Linked DNA regions of Mus musculus: region 2 is linked to region 1. Evidence: chromatin contacts called from public Hi-C data. All regions are on one chromosome and are shown on one strand. The core of a region is the stretch at or near the end of the contact, and the rest is flanking DNA. Distances in the headings are between cores, read along the strand shown. Region 1 overlaps Rin3 (Ras and Rab interactor 3). Region 2 holds the start of Golga5 (golgi autoantigen, golgin subfamily a, 5).

Region 1 (5,425 bases), core at 907-3,406:
GCTGCTGAACTCTGCTAAATAAGCCGTTTATGGTTTAGCACAGAACCCCTCATTCCAACCTCCCCAACTCTACCACCTCTCCCCCACCCAGGCTCACACACACACCAGCCTAAGCAACCATCCTCTCTCAGACAGGGTATGCTCACACACCAGAAGACCCATTCTACCCTGTTCTTTGTGGACCTTGGCTATGTGTATGGCCCAGTTGTACGCTGGACACATAGGCAGGAAAGCAAGATGCCCCTGATCTCTTGCTGGTCCCCAAGATACCTGGTACCTGGCCAAGGCTCCCATAGCGCTGCCTCTGTGTGGCCCTACAGAGGCAGCGATGAGAATGAGAAAATAAACAAAGCTAGGAGTAGAGGGTAGACTGAGGGCTGAGAGCCCTGCAGGCTCAAAGGGCAGAGACAGGAGGTAGGACTGAGGAGTACACCATAGAACTGAGGGAAAAGGGTCCCCCCCACCACTTAGCCTATTGCTTCCATGCAACCATGTGTAGCATGGAATCCTCCCACTACCAACGGCCTCTCTGTTTGTCTTACCTGCTAAAACTGCCATTCAGGGCCATTACCATTATTTTGAAGTTCCCTGGGCTATCAGAAGCAGCTCCTGAGAATTGCGTTATTTCATACTTAAAAGGTGGTGTGTTCTTTCCTTCCTGTTGCAACAAAGGATTCAAACTAGATGACTTTCAGCAACAGAAACTTACTCTCTTACGGTTCTGGGGGCCAGACACCTTAAACAAAGGTGGGGTGGGGCTGGTTACTTCTGAGGCCTTAGACCCAAGTGTTTCCTGGTCTCCCAGCTCCAGGCTCCGCCCCGTCTTCACATGGTCATTCCTTCTCTGTGCCTTGGTGTTCTGTCTACTCACAAAGCCTTCTTATAGAAAGGACACCAAACATTCCAAATAAGTTCACATGCCATGTTCTAAGCATCAGGACTTTAATGCATCTTTGTGGGGGCCACAGTTCAGCCCTGGAAAATGGGTACACTTGTAACCCTGGCTTACAGTTATAGACACTAAGGCACAGACAGGCTATGTGCAACAAGCTCATAGAGACATGCTCTTGCCACAGTGATGTAATGCCAGACACACATGCAAGCCCCCAGGCAGGTACAGTACCAGATATAAGCCCTGGAACAAATGATTTCTCTCATACTTACTTCCATGTTCTACATTCCAGCAGGTTGTGGTTCAGGGCACCCTTTTTGACCTCTAGGGAGGAGGCCCATGAACATAGTTTGAAAATAATAAGAATATAGACAGGAGAGCCTCAAGATTATGAGATGGAGCCCCAGCAACATTCCCAGAGGGTGGAAATATCAGGAGCAGGATTTTTTTTAATCTCTTCATAAATACTTATATCTAACCAAACAGGAAGCCACAACCTATTTGTCATAAATAGGCAAATATTAAATTTTTAAGGTGGCCTGAGCTGTTGAGAACAGTGCTTAGGTTACAGGGTGAAGAGGAAGCAGTTGCTATATTGATCTATGTCAATCTCTGCCCTTCTTCTCCAACCTCCAAACCTGTGTAAAACTGGCCTAGGCTTCGCAAACTAGGTAGCAGGCTGGTATCACCTAGAGGACTCTATATTTAGATTGAAAGGGCTGTTCCCTTGGAGGGTGGGAGAAACTGAGGCATGGAGCAGGAAAGGGATTCTTGCAGAGCCAGGTTATCAGTTCCGGGTTCAAAGCTAAGTTTGGAAGACCACTTGGACCATATTTTGCTCCTATTGCATGGAAAAGATACAAGAACAACTCAGTTCACACGTTCATCAGCATACTGAGGCCCAGGGAAGTCCAGTGTAGACGCCTCAGTTCAGGGAACAAAATATGGTAGGCACGTGGTCGTGGGCCTGATTTAGGCATCATGGAAGCCAGTGCATACTGAGACTGTCATTTGCAATTGGCTATACATCTGTAACTACTCTCCGTTTAGAATCCTGTTCACCAAAAATGATGAATGTGTGAATGTGTATTCGTTGATATCAGCCACAGCCATTTAACCCCTGAACTCTCAGCACATCGACACCGTGAGCTCCATTTCTCACTGTGGTTGGCAGCTGATACATAGTGGGGTCCTGTGGGAGGTGCCGGGACCCACAGAGAACATGGCTGGCATGTGCCACCTTCCAGATCGAGGAGAACAGTTAGCTCTCCCCTTTGTCATTAGAGGATGCTTACTAGGGCCTTTTTTGTCTCTCCCCAGTACTGTACCTGGAAGGCTCAGTTCTTGTGTTTGAGGACATCTTCAGACTGATTGCGTTCTACTGTGTCAGTAGGTGAGTAGCCTGGCCCTACAGGAGGTTGTGGGGGAGGATTCCCTTCTTATCTTAATAGAAGCCCACTTGTTGCAGGGCACTCATCTGGTTGCAACAGACATCTATGCAACTTTGGGTGTGTTTGTGGCATGGGAGAGGACAGAGAAGGGGGGGGATGAAGTGAGAGGGGACAGTCCCTTGTCTTTGCTCTGGTAACCACAAGAAGAGAGATCAGCTCTGAAGTTTCCTCTTCTCTTCTGGTAAGGACTTCTCTGCCAGGCATCTGACCCTCAGACTCCCTGCCAGGTTTTCCATTTCTAGTGTGGCCAGCACCAGGGACAGCTTGGGACCCTGCACACAAACCTGTAGGGACAGCAAGAAGGCTTGATGGCCCTCGGTGGGTGGCAGCCTGGGATTCTTCAGATGGAAAGACCACCATAAGTTCTGCTCCATTTACTTGGAACTGGTTTCTGATCAACAAGAATTTAAAAATACATTTGGTGCCATAAACCAACAGCTGAAACTGTAGGCCCTGAACAAGGGCTGATTAGATGTTAGGTAAGACGTGTGGTAGTCCTTGACCCCAAGCTACCTCTGCTAAAACACATGTTCCACTCATAGTACCCTTCCCCACCCTCCAGACCAGGAGAACAAGACTGATAGTTACAGCTGAAAGTCAAATCTGCCACTGCCTGGGGAAGTCTCTCTCCAGCATTCAGTGAGACTCTAAGGGATTTTATACCCACTACATTTTTGTTCGTTTGTTTGAGACAGGGTTTCTCTGTGTAGCCCTGGCTATCATGGAACTTGCTCTGTAGACTAGGCTGACCTGGAACTCACAGAAACCTCTGTGTTCTAAGTGCTGGGATTAAAGGCATGCACTGCCACTTCCCAGCCCTACTCACTGTGACCTTTTTTTTTTTTTTTTTTTTGGTATGTGTCTTAATGTTTGCCTGCATGTATGTATGTATGTATGTATGTATGTATGTATGTATGTGCACCTTGTACATGCAGTGCCCCAAAAGGCCAGAAAACAGCATCAAATACCCTGCAACTAGAGTCACAGACAGATGTGAGTCACCATGTAAGTGCTGGGAACCAAACTCTGTAAGTCCTATATGAGGGCAGCAAGTGCTTGAAGCATTGAGCCATCTCTCCTGCTCCCTCCAGATTGTCTTTTAAAATATTGCCAGCATCCCCACAAGGATTATTCCGTTTTCCTCCATTACACAGATGAGGAAGTGGAGACTGGTAATCAGCAGAGTGAAGTCCAATCTAGAAAAGGCTGCACCATCAGTGCACCCTGCAATAATTCTGTGCATTGGCTTGGCCAGCTAGATTCATAGGGAAAAATTACAGAGGTCCCGGAGACCTTTGTGCTTTACAACACACTAGGCTGTAGGAAGGTGGGCACTTCCAAGTTTATCTTAGTTGGAGGAGCTCTGTCCGGTACTTGGCAAATGTGGGCTACAATGAATGAGTCAAGAGAAGGATGCATGCATGTATGCATGATGGATGGATAGATGGAGGTGTGCATGCATGATGGATGGATGCATGCATGCATGCATGGAAGGGTAGAAGAATGGGTGCATGCATGAATAGATAGATGGATGCATAGATGGATGGATGCATGGATGAATAGAAGAATGGATGGATGGATAGATAGATAGACAGACAAACAGACAGACAGACAGACAGACAGACAGATGCATAGATGTATGCATGCATGGATGGGTAGAAGGATGGGTGCATGCATGCATGGATAGATAGATGGATGGATGCATGGATGAATAGAAGGATGGATGGATGGATGCCTGGATGAATAGAAGGATGGATGGATGGATGGATGGATGGATGGATGGATGGATGGATGGATGGATAAATGGATGAATGGATAGAGAGTCTAGATATTAAGCTAAATATTTAACACCTCAAAACCTCAACCTCCTCATTTATAAAAAGGAGCCCTCATTTCAAGTGCTTTGATGCTGGAGGAAGAGTGGGTTAATGCCCATGAAGGAAGAGAGTCCACTGCCTAGGACCCCATGGGCCCTCCTCCCATCTCTGCCACTTGACTGTAGGAGAGTTTTCTGGGTATCAGCTTGGTGTCCAGAGAGATCAGGAACCACAGTCACTAAGCTTACCCCCATCACTTCCCAGCCTTTTCTCCCCTGGCTGCTGTTTCTCCACACCCTACCCAAGCTGGTAGTTGTTTTCCTGTCTTCAAACTCCAGGGCTCTCTGAAGGAAATCATGAGACAGAGACAGGCCTGACCATGTTCTGGGGAGGGTGTATCAGGCAACAAGGCCTGCATGCTGAGGGACCAGAGCCCCAGGCCTGGAGTTATAGGACAACCGCTTTGCAGCTAAGTGACTCCCAGTCAATCACCTGACCTCTCCTGGCACCCTTGCCTCCTGTCAGAAACATTAACCAATAATACTTAGGTATGAGAGTCTGCAGCTTTTAAATTCTAAGATGCTCCAGAGAGCGTGCTGATGAGTGCCTGTCCATTCTAGACTTTTGTTAGAGCTGTGTGTGTGTGCCCATCACCACACTAAACCCAAGCCCACCAGTCTTCTCTACCACAAAGAGTGCTTCCCACTGGGCAACCGAGCAGGTCCCTGTGAGCTGGGGGCTGCTCGTGGAGACGTTCTCAGAATTAAGACCTCACCACAGCAGAATCTCAACCTTCTCACCACCAATGCCTGATAAATCAGGAGGTCCCTCTCAGACATCTGTGAGGGTCCAGCATGCCGAGATCACAGTGCCAGCCTTCAGAAACAGCCACTTCCTCAGAGGTCCCCAGTTCTTGTAAATGCTTTCCAGTTCTGACAGTGCAGAGCTGGGAGGGACTGCTGTCTGGGTGTCTGTATGCTTGGTGCTATTGACTCGCTTCTTTCTAACCTCTGTCATGGCCACACATCGCAAAGCTGGTAATGCCTGTGCCCAGGACTGTCCTGAAGATTTCTGATTGGGCCTTAGCACAGTTGCCAGTACAGAGTAGTACTCATAACCATTGTATGTGTTCTTAGTGATGTTAGCCATGAGAAAACTGAGACCGGGGTGTGACTGACATCAAGTGGCACAGCCAAGTTCTGAAGCCAGATCTGAACCCTGGCATCATATCAGGCCTGTAGTGGCTATGACCCATTTGTTGCTTC
Region 2 (5,425 bases), core at 2,093-4,592, 120 kb after region 1:
CTTCTTTTTCTTCTTCTTTTGTTTTTTTTTTTGAGACAGGGTTTCTCTGTCCTGAATTCACTCTATAGACCAGGCTGGCCCAGAACTCACAGAGATCCACCTGCCTCTGCTTCCTGAGTGCTGGGATTAAAGGCATGTGCCACCACCACCTCTAGAAATCAAATTTTGGACTATGTCTTTCTGCCCTTCAGTGTTCACATACATTATCCCACTGCTGTAGCCCACCATGTCTGATCAGAAGTCAGCACTCATCTTTCCTCTCCCCTAGGCAATGAGTCACTTTCACTTTTAATATTTTCTTTTTTACAATTAATTGGTTTTTATGTGTATGAGTACTTTGCCAATATGCATGTCCCTACAACACAACCCATGTGTTCCTGGTGCCTTAGATGCCAGAAGAAGGCATCAGATCCCCTAAGCCTGTAGTTACTGTTATGAGCTGTCATGTAGGTGCTGGGAATTGAACCTGCACCCTTTGGAAGAATAACCAGTGCTCTTAACCACTAAGCAATTTCTCCAGCCTCACCTTTATAATTTTTTTCTCCATCTTTCATGTACACAAGTGGAATTCTGTATTTATTTTCTTCAGAGATGACTGGGTTTCTTGGATATACATATTAATGTTTTCATCAAACTTGGGGAGTTTGGGACTATTATTTTCTGTGATATTTTCCTCTCCATCACTCTCTCCTTTTAGATGGGGACATCTTTATTAACTTCTCTGTCCCTTGCTGTGATCAAATAGCTGACAAGAAGCAACTCAAGGGAAGAGTTTATTTTGCTCAACGTTTCATGACCTGTATCCATTTGAGGGGTTCTGTTGCTGTGGTAAACACCACAACCAAAGGCAACTTGGGAGGAAAGTGTTTGTTTCAGCTGACAGGTTACAGTCTCGTGTATCCCAGGCTGGCCTTGAACTTGTCACGTAGCTGAACATGTCTATGATTTCTTATCCTTTGTCCTCAATCTCCCAAGTGGTAGGATTATAGGCATACACCATCAGGCCCAAATTATGCAGTGTTTGTGATCAAACTCAGTGCTTCATACCTATAACTCAAGCACACTATCATCTGAGCTACAGCCCCAGTCCTCAAAATACTTTTTGGCAGCCTGTCCACGGCCAATATTTTCATTGAGGAAGATTTGATTCTGTCTCAACTTCTTACAGCAAGAGAAAAATAACTTGTTTGCATTTACACCTTACTGCATTTTGTGCTTTATCTGTAAAATAGGGTGATGTATTAGGTTTCATTAGTTAGGCTGTGGAAAAGCCAGTCTTAAATCTCACTAGCCCGTAACTGCAAAGAACTATTTCTAACTGACCACATGTTAGATGTGGACTATTTACTGCTTCATTTTCTTCCTTTCAGGACTCAGTCTAGCAGAATAACCCTAGCTTGGAGCTGCTCTCTCTCAAGAAGAAAAAGAACTGGAGGAAACACACCATTGCCTAACTCTGAACGTTTAGGCTTGTATATAGTTAGGCCTGTCTACATTCCAGCAGTGAATGGTAGATCATATGATCAAACTGTCATCAGTGGAGCTGGAAAGGATATCTCCATCTTGGGATGTAGGACAGTCACCTAGCAACCACTGATGATAAATAGCCCTTAACAGGAAGAACAGCTTAGTTAGAATTAGTTGAGAACTGCAATGCCAGTTACCACACAATAAGAGCAAGACACTCCTTACGGCATTGTGAGAATGGAGCCGCTCAAGGATCCTGAAACTGTTCTCCACTTAAGAAGGGCTCTAAGATCACAGCAACAGTGATTTTCGGCTTCTGCTGGGAGTTAGTCTCACTACTGAGTTGGATTAAACCTGACTTAATAGGAAGAAAATGGCTTGTAGTTATTCCCCATATTCAATGCAGAGACAATAAAAATTTGAGTCTAGGGGCACAGACTTTGGAGTGAGATGGACACCTCCCTTTTAAGGACAGATAATATTGGAACCAGATTATTTAACATCTCTGAGTCTTAGTTTCCTCAATGCCCAAACGCACTTACTTGAGAATTTACCATAGGCTTTTCAGTTGGCGAAATTAGCCTGGTCCTGTTTACCCAGTAGATGTAGCCTTCAGTGAATTATTGAACACAGATTTTCTTTTTAAAAACCCATTTCAAAAAGTCTGTGAGCTGTATGCAAAATATAACTATAGCACTATTGAATAATAGTCTCAGTTCAAGTTATCTTTTCTACAAGGAACCCTCACAAACTGACTTATTTTCCTACCTCGGGATACTTCTCCCTGTTTCTCTTGGTTTACAAAAGGCTCTGAACTATTGTTGATTCATTAGTTTAGGCAAAATCCATCTCTGTCACTTGAAAGCAGGTTCTTTTTAAAAAATTGTATTCTTTTATTTTTTTTCTTATACTATTTTATGTATTTACATTCCAAATGTTGCCCCCCTTACTGGTCCCCCCTTCCCGAGTTCTTCACCCCATCCCTTTAAATTGTATTCTTTTTTTCTTTTAAAGATTTATTTCATTTATATGAGTACACTGTAGCTGCCCTCAGGCACACCAGGAGAGGGCACCAGATCCCATCCCATTACAGTTGGTTGTGAGCCATTGACCTCAGGACCTCTGGAAGAGCAAGCAGCCAGTGCTCTTAACCACTGAGCCACCTCTCCAGCCCTTGTATTTTTTTTTTAATTGGATATTTTTTTTGTTTACATTTCAAATGTTATCCCCTTTCCCAGTTTTTTTAAAATTAGGTATTTTTCTCATTTACATTTCCAATGCTATCCCAAAAAGTCCCCCATACCCTCCCACCCACTCCCACTTTTTGGCCCTGGCGTTCCCTTGTACTGGGCATATAAAGTTTGCAAGTCCAATGGGCCTCTCTTTCCAGTGATGGCCGACTAGGCCATCTTTTGATACATATGCAGCTAGAGTCAAGAGCTCCGGGGTACTGTTAGTTCATAATGTTGTTCCACAGCCCTTGTATTTTTAATTTGTGTGTGTGTGTGTGTGTGTGTGTGTGTGTGTGTGTGCTTTGTGAATGAACTCAGAACTCAGAACTCAGGCCGTTAGTCCTGGCTATTTATCTATGTACTCTATTTACTGAACCATCCCACAGGCCCAGGGATTAGACAGTTCCAGTCTCTGCCTCGAAATCCTCACGTGTAAAACTTTTGAAAGGGAGGAGGAGCTCAGAGGCCTGGGCCGGCTCATGCCCCGCCCAGTTTGGCTTGGGCCCGCCCCTGTGGTGCTCGGGACCCTGCCCCCCGTTGTGGGCGTGCTCCGCAATGTTGTGGAGGCCGCGTGCCGGCGGCGTTACGTCACACGCACGCTGGCGCGGCACCCGGTTCGGCGGCAGACGGAAGGGGGCGTGGCCTGGCGCTAGGGCCCCGCGGCCGCCGGCGCCGCCGCCTGAGTGACCTGCTAGGCGGCCGGCGGCGCTCAGCTTCCGGCCACTCAGGCAGCTCGTTGGCCACTCTGTTTTGAGGTCCTCGCCGCCCTTCCACGTCTCCCGGAAGAGCTAGCCGGCAGGTCCGGGAGCAGCGGGCTGCTGTGGCGGCCCGGGCGGGCGACGAGGCCGCGGTGCTGCCGCTCGGCGTCCTCAGGTGAGGCGCGACCAGGCCGCGGGCGGGACGGCTTGGCCTGCGGGACCCGGTCTCCGCCTTTCCCGAGCGCTGTCGTGCTCGTCTTCGCTCAGGGACAAGGAAGGGGATGCCAGAGCCCCGTAGCCTCCGGATACCGAGGCTGACCCGCCCTCCACCCCGACTCTGCTCTGGGGACCCAGTACGATGTGTTCTCGCCTCTCGGGGACCCGTGGTCACACCGCCGGGCCTGACCCCTGACCCCCGCCTCTGTGTGACATCTGACCTTCCCGGTGGCTTTGCACCACGGGAAGTCCCCTCTTGGAGTCTGTCACTGAGATAAGAGCTCAGGTTTAGTGTCTACGATCCACGTGAAAGATATGTTTTAAAGCCCCGTTAACTTTCAGATGGGAGGCAAGACATTAATTGTCTTCAGGCTTTTTTTTATTAGGAGAGCTACTTTTCTCTCGCTCATCACTAATTTTTACATCGAGCTTGTGTAACGTTTTATAAGTCAGAAGGCATGTTACATTCCTTTTTCATTTGGTTTCTCATAAATTGAAATACACACTTAAATGGGTTTCCTAAAGAGTGTGTTGAAACAGTTAACTTCCGACGAGGTTAGAGCGGAGAGGTTAAAAGGTGGGTTTACCTCTAGGTTGACCTAGATTCCAGTGTCTGAGGTGCCATCGAAGTTCCAGGATCTTTCTAAGCCATATCCATCTTTATTTGTTTCTAAAGGACTTTACAGTTTGCCATATAATGTAGCTGAGCATTATGTTACTATATTATTTTTATTATTTTATTTTTATATTATATTATTTTTAGTGATAGTGTTTGCACAACACTTGACATATAAGGATGAATTACTTCAGTAGTGTTTCTAGGAGTGCCTGTGTGTGGGCTAGAATTGGAATTTATCATTGAGCAAACCAGGCATTGTGTGTATCCACCCACTCCCCCTTCCCCAGCAGGGAGAGACATGTTTTAAAACAACAGTTGCAACAACCTGAAGCAGTGTAAGGCAAAAGAAGGGCATGCACACAGAATAAAAAGACCTAGCATAGAAGGGAAGGAAAGACAACTCTGATGCCAATTTAGTGAAGAAAGCCCAAGATCTAATAGTTCCAAGCCAAAGGGACACTGACCACATTCAACCAACACTGTTGACTTTGTAGTTTACTTCATTCTACAGCTTAAAGGTTAATTTTACTTCGTGGCCTTGACTTTGGCACCTGGAAGTTTTTTCCATGTGTTGGTTAAATAGATAATTTATACAGTCATTTTTTTAAAAAAAAAATTGAACTCAGCTGGACATGCACATGGTAGGTACTAAATATTTAAATTACTGAAAATTTACTTTAGACCTATATATGCTGCATACATAAATCACAGGAGTGCTTCACTGTTAGTTTTGTTTGTTACTGTTTTTTCAAGATAGGATTTCCCTCTGTATCCCCTGGCTGTCCTGAAACTCACTCTGTAGACCGGGATAGCATCAAATTCAAAGATCCACCTGCCTCTGCCTCCCAAGTGCTGGGAATAAAGGCCTGTGCCACCACCACCTAGCAGGAGTGCTTCACTTTAACAGTAGTAACTTTGTGATAATCAAGTGGGGTTTCTTGGTTTGTTTTGTTTTGTTTTTCTGTTTTCTTTTTTTTTTTTCCAAGTTCAGCCCTTTGAAACAAATTTCAGAGGCTTTTTATTTGGTTGTGCTGGAATTTTGCCAAGCATTTTTTTTTTTCTGTTTGAATCCTGTATGAGTTTGTTATGACACCCATGAAAAAGTATCATAGGCCAGAGGGATTAACAGTAGAAATTGACTTTTCTCACAGTTCTAAGGCCACAATAAAGGTATTGGCTAGGTTGACTTGTTT

What was found. A called contact is a pair of places that touch in the nucleus more often than the background predicts.
Region 2: a contact with region 1 is called in a Hi-C map of the Ba/F3 cell line, with 6 times the contacts expected there. The contact joins the promoter of Golga5 here to the enhancer-like site in region 1. A contact is called at or near these places in 2 of 39 promoter capture datasets (the C10 cell line and neutrophils), 3 of 15 datasets of contacts at CTCF or cohesin (embryonic stem cells, large pre-B cells and pro-B cells), 16 of 484 Hi-C or Micro-C datasets (the Ba/F3 cell line, CD4 T cells, ECoMG-derived neutrophils and 9 more), 4 of 115 datasets of contacts at active chromatin or transcription factors (the HPC-7 cell line, bone marrow-derived dendritic cells, bone marrow-derived macrophages and 1 more) and 2 of 9 other capture datasets (adipose tissue and liver).

Annotation. Positions count from the first base shown.
Region 1 is chr12:102,348,670-102,354,094 of GRCm38.p6, forward strand. It overlaps Rin3 (Ras and Rab interactor 3), which reads left to right. Exons shown (of 10, transcript NM_177620.4): 4 at 2,213-2,285. Among named protein-coding and RNA genes, the nearest start is that of Rin3, 68 kb to the left of the region's middle. Within about 2 kb of position 2,157, at least 36 of the 459 cell types and tissues checked have an H3K27ac peak or open chromatin away from gene starts, as enhancers often do. A contact at or near this core is called in the Ba/F3 cell line, ECoMG-derived neutrophils, the G1E-ER4 cell line and 2 more, where this site is marked.
Region 2 is chr12:102,465,792-102,471,216 of GRCm38.p6, forward strand. Golga5 (golgi autoantigen, golgin subfamily a, 5) reads left to right here and starts at 3,343. Exons shown (of 13, transcript NM_001199004.1): 1 at 3,343-3,572. It overlaps Gm30198 (a long non-coding RNA gene), which reads left to right. Exons shown (of 3, transcript XR_381856.1): 3 at 1,371-2,085.